Linked DNA regions of Mustela erminea: region 2 is linked to region 1. The links are chromatin contacts, called in public Hi-C maps. All regions are on one chromosome and are shown on one strand. The core of a region is the stretch at or near the end of the contact, and the rest is flanking DNA. Distances in the headings are between cores, read along the strand shown.

Region 1 (4,450 bases), core at 1,246-3,745:
GTGATTGGGAGCTTATACATAGCTGGAGCCAGGAGGAAGCAAGTTCTAAGGACCTGGAGAAACAGGACCAATGCCCCATCCCCCGACCCCAACAATGTGTCCTAGGTAGATAGCCTAGACTTCTCTCTGTGAACTGACCATTCACAAGGGCCTCAAGAAGTTTCTTAGTCCTGTAAGTCTTCTCCCCAGAAAACAGATCCATGAGAGGAGTGTCCCCAAGGCTCTGAGTTCTGAGCATAAAAGTGAAGGGAGCCTGCTAGGTTAGAGCAAGCGGAGCATTGCATTCTTCATCCAGAACTGCTTGGAAAATCTCTGTGCCCACAGTTTCTGTTTAGACTTGTTAGGCAGGTGTGTAGTTAAGTGAATGGGAATCTGGGGCCATCTTGATAAGAACAGGGCTCTCAGGTTAGCTATGCTTGATACACAGAAACTGGTGCTGGGGTATGTGATATCCTGCATTGTCTAAAGAAAATACTGAAGGCTAGGCCATGGTGAAATCTTGAGAGTTTTTAAAATTACTTTATATATTAAATAAACAAACACATAAAGAAGTCAACAAGGAAAAATTATCAATAGGCAGCTTGTATTTCGGTTTTAACAAAAGTTCCTCTGAAGACAAAAGAAGGGGACAGAGTTTCAGGAAGCTAAAATTTAGGCCTGGCTATGACCTTTGGCCAGACATTCCTAGGGGTTGCAGCATCTGAGAAATCCAAATGAAGGCATCTTCATAGACATATTGTTTTTGTTAGCTTATACTTTTGCCTTGAGGGAAATGTCCCTGACCCTCTTTCATGTCCTACTAATGGGATGCAGGACATAAAGGAAGCTTCAGCCAACACTTTCCCACCCCCAGACCCAATATTTTGTTCAGGAGTGACATGCAACCCAAGCAGGGTCAGTCTTTCCTGGATTCTGGACCCAGGAAAAGCTGTTTCTTTGAATGACACTTTGGGCTGTTAAACTTGTTCTGAATCCATTCCACTGGGGCCAAGAAATGGATACTTGTCTTAGTGTTCCTCTATTCACCAAGCTTTTCTGTAACAACTCAAAAGTGACTACCATTTTTGATACCAAAACATGGTATTCTGCATTCCTAAACCAGAAATCAACAAATGAACAGTAGAATCTATCATAGATAGAGTTTTAGCTTATATATGAAGATCATGAAATCTATGTTGGTCTTGGCAGGGATGGAGGGTGGGGGGACCTGCTCCTGGGTGTCCTTCTTTCAAAACCTCTACACACGTTCCTCATCTATCTACTTACTCCTTACATCCCTGCTACTCCTGGTCCGATGATTGCTATCTCTCATGATAACTACACTAGTCTCCTAATTAATCTCTACTTCATCTCTGGATCCCCTATGCTTTATTCTCTACAGAATTGCCAGAGATTATAATGTAGAGCAGACATTCCCTTTCATTCTCCTGCTTAAAACTCCCTAAACGCTTGTGATGAAATCCAAATTTCTGATCATTCCTTGTTCACCCACCAGTCATACCAGCCTTCCTTCTGCTGTGTGAATGCATCAAGCTCACTCCTTCCTGAGGGTCTTTTTGGCTTATTCTGAGTGGTCTGCTGTGCCCCCCAGATTGGCTCAACTCAGGTCTTGCTGGAACATTATCTCCTCAGAGAGGAGACAGGCTCCCCACCGGCCCCTCCTCTAATACGCAGTCACCCTTCGCCACACTGTCTTATTTTACCATCTTCACAGCAATTACTCATACTCCCAATTAACTTGTTCATTTGTGTGTTCAACTGTTGTCTGCCTCTCTGTTCAAAAACAAGCTCCACGAGAGAAAGGATTTCATCTCGCTCACGGCTGAAATCCCAGTGTGCACAACAGTGTTTCACACAACACAGATGCTTATCAGTACTTGCTGAACAGATCAATGACTGTCACTGTAATTTCTAGACATTCAGACTGTGGTCTGTGCTGGAGAAGATGCTGACTCTTTACCTCAATACATCTCGGCGTAGCTGTGTATATCCTGCAGTTCGTGCAGATCCTGCAACATGACCCAGTCTTTAGCACACCCCTGGTACCAAAAGACAAAAAAGTGACATTCTCTCCCCACCATATTTTAGAAAAAGACATATACTAGTGAGACACCCTTTCCATCCATCTAAGCATCCTCATTACGAAGGGGCAGAGGCCATGTGCTCTATAGTACTGTGTATACCCACGGAGCCTCCCAGTGTTTCCCACACATGCTTGACTGAGGCATAATGAAATGTATAGTAGAAGACAGACAAGAAAGGAAGAATGCTTATAAAAAAAAAAAAGGAATAGATTATTTTTCAGGCTTCTAGTTTGTCTGAAATTATGTGAAACACTGAGTTAAATGCTAATAGTATATGACAACTTGTAACTTTCAAAGTATCTTCCAGAATTACATCACTGCTAAAACCCACAAACATATCTGGCATTAGATCTGTGACAACCTAAATAGAAGTTTATAGTGATTTAGATGGAAATAATTCCACCAAGAATCCAGATGGCATCATAAACCACAACACAGCAGATTAAGTGGTCTATGAAGTCATTCTTTGGGGTTACCACACACTGAAATGTACAATATGTTTATTATTTAATGAATGCCACACTATTGCAGAATCTTGGAAACAAGACAAAACTAAAATGGTAAGATTTCATTCAACCAAAAATGGTTTCAGCTTTCTTTCATAACTATTTTTTCAATAATGTGAAGTATAGCATATATTAAAAAAATATGTTGGATGGTCCCATATTCTGAAATCAAAATGACCATAATTGACTGCATGCACAAAAATGTTTTTATGTGCATGTCCTTTAAGTACATGGTAGTTGCTTACTTCATGGTAGCTGATGAAGAAGGGCCATGAAGGAGTGAAGGGGCCATGGGTTCCAGACTGGGTCTGGCCGAGAACCAGCTCTGTCCCTTTGGATGAGTCAAGCTCTCTGGACTTCAGTCTCTCACAAGGAGGCCTGGAAAGATCATGGATCCTCAACCAGCCACCATGACTCTACAACTGGCTCTGAAGTCTGACTTGTCAACAACAAGCCAGGTTGCTGCTCTAGGCTTGTCCATGGCTTTCAGCCACTCCTCACTTTACCTTGGGAAGCCTTTCCCTACTTGGAGGTCTGGGCTTCAAGGAAATAAAAAAAGTCATTTGTTCTTAAAATAATTAGGGGAGTCTGGCCCCCCAAATTCCTACTGTCCTTTATAATGAATAAGAGTTGTCCTCTTCCCAGGCTTGTATTGTCCCCTCCTTCTGCCAACAATAACCAACTTTCTTTTGGGTAACTCACCCCTTTCCCCTTCTAAGGCAGACAGTTTGGGTGGGATTTCAGCTCCTGCCTCATTCACCCCCAAACCTCTAGTCCAAGAGTAGGCCTGAGATGGCTTAAGCAACATGGGAATAACCCTCATTCCTGGCCACAACAACTGGCTGAAAGATGGGACTATAAGCCAACTGAAGACCATGAGACTGGAGACCTCTGCTGTGGCTTCTGGGAAAAAAGCTTCACCTTCTTGGTCTCCTACATGTTCAATAATGTGAAGTATAACATATATTAAAAAATGTATGTTAGAGAGATATGTAAGAGACTTTCTTCCCTACACACAGGCTAGCACAAAGATAGGAAGCCAGGAGGGACTACTGGTTTTTGCCACCCTGAGGGGAGAGAATGGAGTTGACAGAGGCAGCACCATGGGGAGGGAGGCCAATGGAGCTGACCCTGCAGGAGACAGAGCAGAGAGACACTATTCCTAGTGAAATCCCTGGGCAGTTGGACCAAGTCTCACCCAGAAGTAAGACTGAATTTTTCCCATTTTGTAAGTCAACAAATTCCCTTTTAATTGTTCAAGTCATTTTGGGGTTTAGTTTTCCACTTATAGCTGAAACACTCTTCCTTTTAGCTTTAAAACAGTCAGAATTCACAGTGCCTCAGTGGCTGAGTCAGTTGAAGCATCTGACTCTTGATCCCAGCTCAGGTCTTTATCTCAGGGTCACGAATTCAAGCCCTATATTGGGCTCCATGCTAGGCAGGGAGCCTACTTAAAGAAAACAAATGAAAACAAAAATGATATGAATTTAAGACCATTGTCCCTTTTTAAAAAAGAAAATATATCAGTAACATAGACAAATACTGAATTTCAGAGTTGTATTTTTCACTGTGAGCACAGATTCATTCATTCATTAAATACTCTAGTGTACCTACCAGGTGACAGGAACTGGGCTAGAAACACAAGGGTAGGTAAGACATTCATAAGGAATTCATTACAGTGTGGCAGAACGACCCAGAAAAACTAGTCACTGCAATCAGAGAGATTAATACAACAAGAGACATAGTTATTAAATATAAGGTTAGCACCAAGTAAGAAACGGTGGACTATACTTTGATAAACTAAGTCAAGCTTTATGGAAAAGATACTTGATATGACTTAGAAGGATATGAAATTTACCA
Region 2 (4,450 bases), core at 726-3,225, 110 kb before region 1:
CTGTGGGCCAAGAATCACAAGGGCGAATTAAAATTAATGTGCCCAAGCCAGGCCAGGGTATCCCATCCAACAGTTTGGACTTGCTGATTCCTCGGAAAAGATTCCTAAAGCTCCATGTGTAAGCCTTGGAAAGAACCCGCAGGATCAGACACAAACCACTTACTTTTCTGTCCTTTAAAAAAAAATTTCAGAAGACTGTTTTCTAATAAGGGCAACACACTTGACAAGGTAAAGGACCTCAACGTTCCAAGTTTAGATTCGGGGACCAAAATCAACGCTTTGCTTCACCGATTGTTCACAATTTATTAACAACTGAATTGTGATGCGCAGGCTGTAACAGGGTGAGAAGAGACAGAACTCCCCCTTAGGGTTTGACAACGGTGCGCTTCACTGCCTCTCGATAATTCACTCCACACCGCATACACCCCGGACACTGGGCTGTTACAGCTCCGACAGCGTATTCTACCAGCGGTGGAACGGTGCGGTGGCAATCCTGACAAGCTTCGGCTCCCGGGAGGTTAATGGGAATTAAAACCACAGCAGCAATCCTTTGTGGCGCTTTGGCCAGAACAGCAGAAAGGAGACAATGAGCGTTCTGTGCGCAGTTCCGCGCCGATTGGCTGCGCTCTCCCCCCTGAAACCCTTGATGTCATGGGCTTGGAATGCAGGGAGGGAGGGAGGGAGGAAGGAAGGAGAGGATTTGGGGAGGGGGCCGCCTCTCATCTCTTTCCCAGACCAAAAGTCCCAAAGATAAACCCGTGCATTCTTCGGCTAGGCAGTGGCAAAGCTGAGAGTTACCAGAGCCAGATCACACCAAACTACAACCCGTCTCAGCAAATATACCCCGAACAAAAGCAACCCACGAAAATATCCTTGATATCGGTAAAGTCTAATGTACTACAAACTTCTATTTAAGAAAAAATAAAATCTCCTCTACAGCAGATATCACTCCCAAAGCGGCGCGCTCAGGCTTTGTCTGTTTTCTGCAGCAGCACAGCAGCACCGCAATTCGAAAAGTGGGAAGTGTCCGAGGCTCCCTGAGTCGGTGCACCCCTCAACGGTCCCTTCTCCGGGAAGCAAGGAACAATGGAGGGCCCAGTTCGGCCACGTAACCGCCTAACTTCGCTCGTGGCTGAATTCGGCCAAGGTTTGGGGAGGGAGAAAACGCTGGGTCGGCCAGTAGCCCGGGCCAGGGCGCACGGCGGGGTCTGCGTGCTAGGTCCCGGGCCGCACCGACGGGCCCCACCTAAGGGCGAATCACCAGGCAGGAGCGCCCCCTTCCCCGAGGGGCGCGTGCTGCAGCCACGGTCTGGCTCCGGGAACTGCAGGCTGGCGCTGCGGGGTTCCAGGAGCCCGGGAACTCGCCGCCCTCCACCAGTCCCAGCCAGCGGCGCGGACAAAGCCGGGAGAGCGCCGGGACGCCCGCGCTTCGAGTCCCGGGACGGGACCGAGAAGCGCGGCCACTCTCGCGCCGCCCCGACGTCTCCTCCCTCCAAAGCCAGACGGGCAAGGCGTGCAGAGGCGAAGCGCGCGGCCCAGCACCGCCCGAGTCCCAGGGACCCCTGGGGCGGCGTCCAGCTTCCCACCCCTCGCCCACGGCGGCGACGCCTCCACCCGAGACCCGGCGTACCTTGTTCTTGACCTCGGCCGAGAGCCCGTAAGAAGGGCCCTTGTTGAAGTGGGTCATGGTGGTTCGGGAGGCGGGAAGAGGCTGCGCTCGGCTCTGAGGGTTTCTCGTTCTAGGGTTCCCCGCTCCTGGCCCCGAGGAGTGGCCGCAGCGCGAGAGGCTCGGAGCTCGCTCCCCTGGGCGGCGCAGGAGACGCCCAGACGCGGCAGCGGGGCGCGGGCGGTGCCTCGGCTGCTCGGTCCGACTGGGTCCCGCAGAGCCTCCCGCTCTGCTCCCGAGTCCCCCCACAAACTGCCCCCACCTTCTCCCCCGGGTCTTCAGGGATTGGCCGACGGGCCGGGCCAATGGAGAGCCGCCTCCTCTCTCTTCTCCGACTAGGTGGGGGGCGGGCCAATTGAAGGGCAGCGGGCGCCGCGCTCTCTCCCCGCGCGGGGCTCGGGCCTCCGCCTCCGTCCTCACGTCGCGGAGACCCGCGGCGAGGGGCCCCTCCTCCCAGCTGGGCAGAGGGCTGGGCGGCGAGGGCGGAGCCCAGGCCCGCGGACTGGAGCCCGCCCAGCGCCGGCGTCGGGCGCCTAGGGGCTTCCCAGCAGCTCAGAATGTACGTCAACTTCCAGGCATCCGCCGCTGCGCTCGGGGCTAGCGGAGGGAGGGAAGCCCACTAGGGTCTTTTTTCCGAGCCCAGAGAGCTCTGACGCGGGGCAGGGCTCTTGCACCCGCTGCTGGGAACACCACGAGCAGCCTGGGAGCTCCTGTGCCAGAGCGAGGGCGGGGTGGGGGGGGCGCTCCTCCTACACCTGCTCCTTCTTCCGTACCTCGCCGCTTCTCACACCTGTTGGTCTGACCTCTACCCCGCTGCCGCCAAGGGAACAGACAAGGCTTTTGGCCAAATTTGAGCCCACTCAGTCTCTAAGCCTCTAAATGCAGTGCGGAAAAAAACGGGACTGTGCCATGGCAAAGCCTGGGGCATTTCAAGTCATTTTCTGGATTCGCACAGCTCTTTTTCACGAGCTTTTTTTTTTTTTTTTTAAGATTTATTTATTTATTTGACAGAGATCTCAAGTAGGCAGAGAGGCGGGGGCGGGGGGGGGCAGGCTTCCTGCTGAGCAGAGAGCCCGATGTAGCACTCAATCCCAGGACCCTGAGATCATGACCTGAGCTGAAGGCAGAGGCTTTAACCCACTGAGCCACCCAGGCGCCCGTCACAACCATCTTTATCCAGAATTCAGCTAGTCCAAACACCCAGGTGGCTGTTGCTCTCTTTAAAAAAAAATTTTTTTTAATCCAGTGGCCTCTTTGTATAGAGCTAGGTACTCTCCTTTGGGCCAGAAGTGGCCTCCATACTTCCATAGTTCTGCTTTCTCCCCACCACTTTCTTTACTCTGATTTCCAAGTAATTTGATACTTAGGAAGAAGAGAACATAACTTTCATCATTCACCCAGGCTCCTCGCACTGTACCAGATGTCCTGCAAACATTATCTCATTTACCCCTACCAACAGCTAGTAGGTAGATATCATATCCGTGGCAGAGATGAGAATGAAACTCAGACCTAAGTATCCTGGCCAAGGTCTGCCCATCTGCAAAACTTCAGCTCTTGCCATCATTTTCCTGGGCACACCTAGGACATGTTTCAACCCCTGAGATCCTCGTAGAAGAGTTTTGTTTACCAAACCCTGGCTCCTGTGCCAGAAGAAATCATGGAATCAGGAGAAGAGAAGCCAAACACCTTACCATCCTGAAACAGAAAATAATAAGGCAACTTTAAAAGAAAATGCAAAAAAAAAAAAATTAATAAAAATTTTTTTAAAATGCAAAAACCAGCTATGGACTTTGGAATGACTGGGGTCAGGGGAATGGGAGGGGGGAGGCTAATAGGGAGGAAAGTGAATGATTTATATGTGATTTGCTAACTTAGACAGGAGGCAGTAATGATAATTAAGTCATTCTTCCCACACAAATGACACAATTGAGCTACAATTAGTGAGACAAGCCGTTTGGGCTGTTTTTCCAGTAGTGTGATAGTGGCCATTTGTCATCCACAAAACCTCGCCCACTTTTCTTTTGAGTGAGAAGTGGTGGCCAGATTTGAGGTACAGTGCAGATGGAAAACATCTGCACCATTATGTTACTCTACTTATAGTTAATTCCTTGTAGAATGTTCAAGAACTATATTCAATTTTGTCATGAAAAACTTACAGACATAAAGGTAAGTTTTGTTTAATGGGAGTTATTGTTTAATAGGTACAGAGCTGCAGTTTGGAATGATGAAAAAGCTCTGGAAATGGATAGCAATGATAGTATACTTAATGCCACTGTCTACTGAAAAGTCAGTCTTTTGTAACCCTTCCCTCTTTCTCCTCTTTGCTACCCTACCTGACCAAGCAACCACTGATAGGCTTTCTGTCTCTACATATCAGTGTGTGTTTCCTAGAATTTTATGTAAATGGAACCATACTTTGTGTATTCCATTTTAACTGGCTTCTTTCACCCAGCAAAATTAATCGGAAAAATCCTTCCGTGTTAGAGTAGTCTAATTCCTTTTTATTGCTGAGTAGTATTCTATGGTAAGGATCTATCACAGTGTATATACTCACCCCTTATTGAATATTTGGGTTTTCAGTTTTTTGCTTTTGCAAATAAAGCTGTATGAACATTCATGTGGACCTTTGCTTCCATTTCTTATGGATAAATTCGAGTGAAATGACTGGATCATATGAAAGGTATGTATTTAATTTTTTAAGAAATTGCTATATTTTTCCAGAGTGTTGTACCATTTTGCATTCCCATCAGCAGTGTGTAAGAGTTCCAGTTCCTCTACATCCTC

The links. Hi-C and Micro-C count contacts between places; a contact is called where the count stands out from the background.
Region 2: a contact with region 1 is called in a Hi-C map of fibroblasts, with 4 times the contacts expected there. The contact joins the promoter of CNN3 here to the enhancer-like site in region 1. A contact is called at or near these places in 2 of 3 Hi-C or Micro-C datasets (fibroblasts and skeletal muscle).

Annotation. Positions count from the first base shown.
Region 1 is chr10:29,233,701-29,238,150 of mMusErm1.Pri, reverse strand. All of the region lies in intron 2 of ALG14 (UDP-N-acetylglucosamine transferase subunit ALG14 homolog), which reads right to left. Among named protein-coding and RNA genes, the nearest start is that of ALG14, 29 kb to the right of the region's middle. Within about 2 kb of position 2,495, the one cell type or tissue checked has open chromatin away from gene starts, as enhancers often do. A contact at or near this core is called in fibroblasts, where this site is marked.
Region 2 is chr10:29,343,014-29,347,463 of mMusErm1.Pri, reverse strand. It overlaps CNN3 (calponin-3), which reads right to left and starts at 1,975. Exons shown (of 7, transcript XM_032360598.1): 1 at 1,631-1,975. The coding sequence starts at 1,687.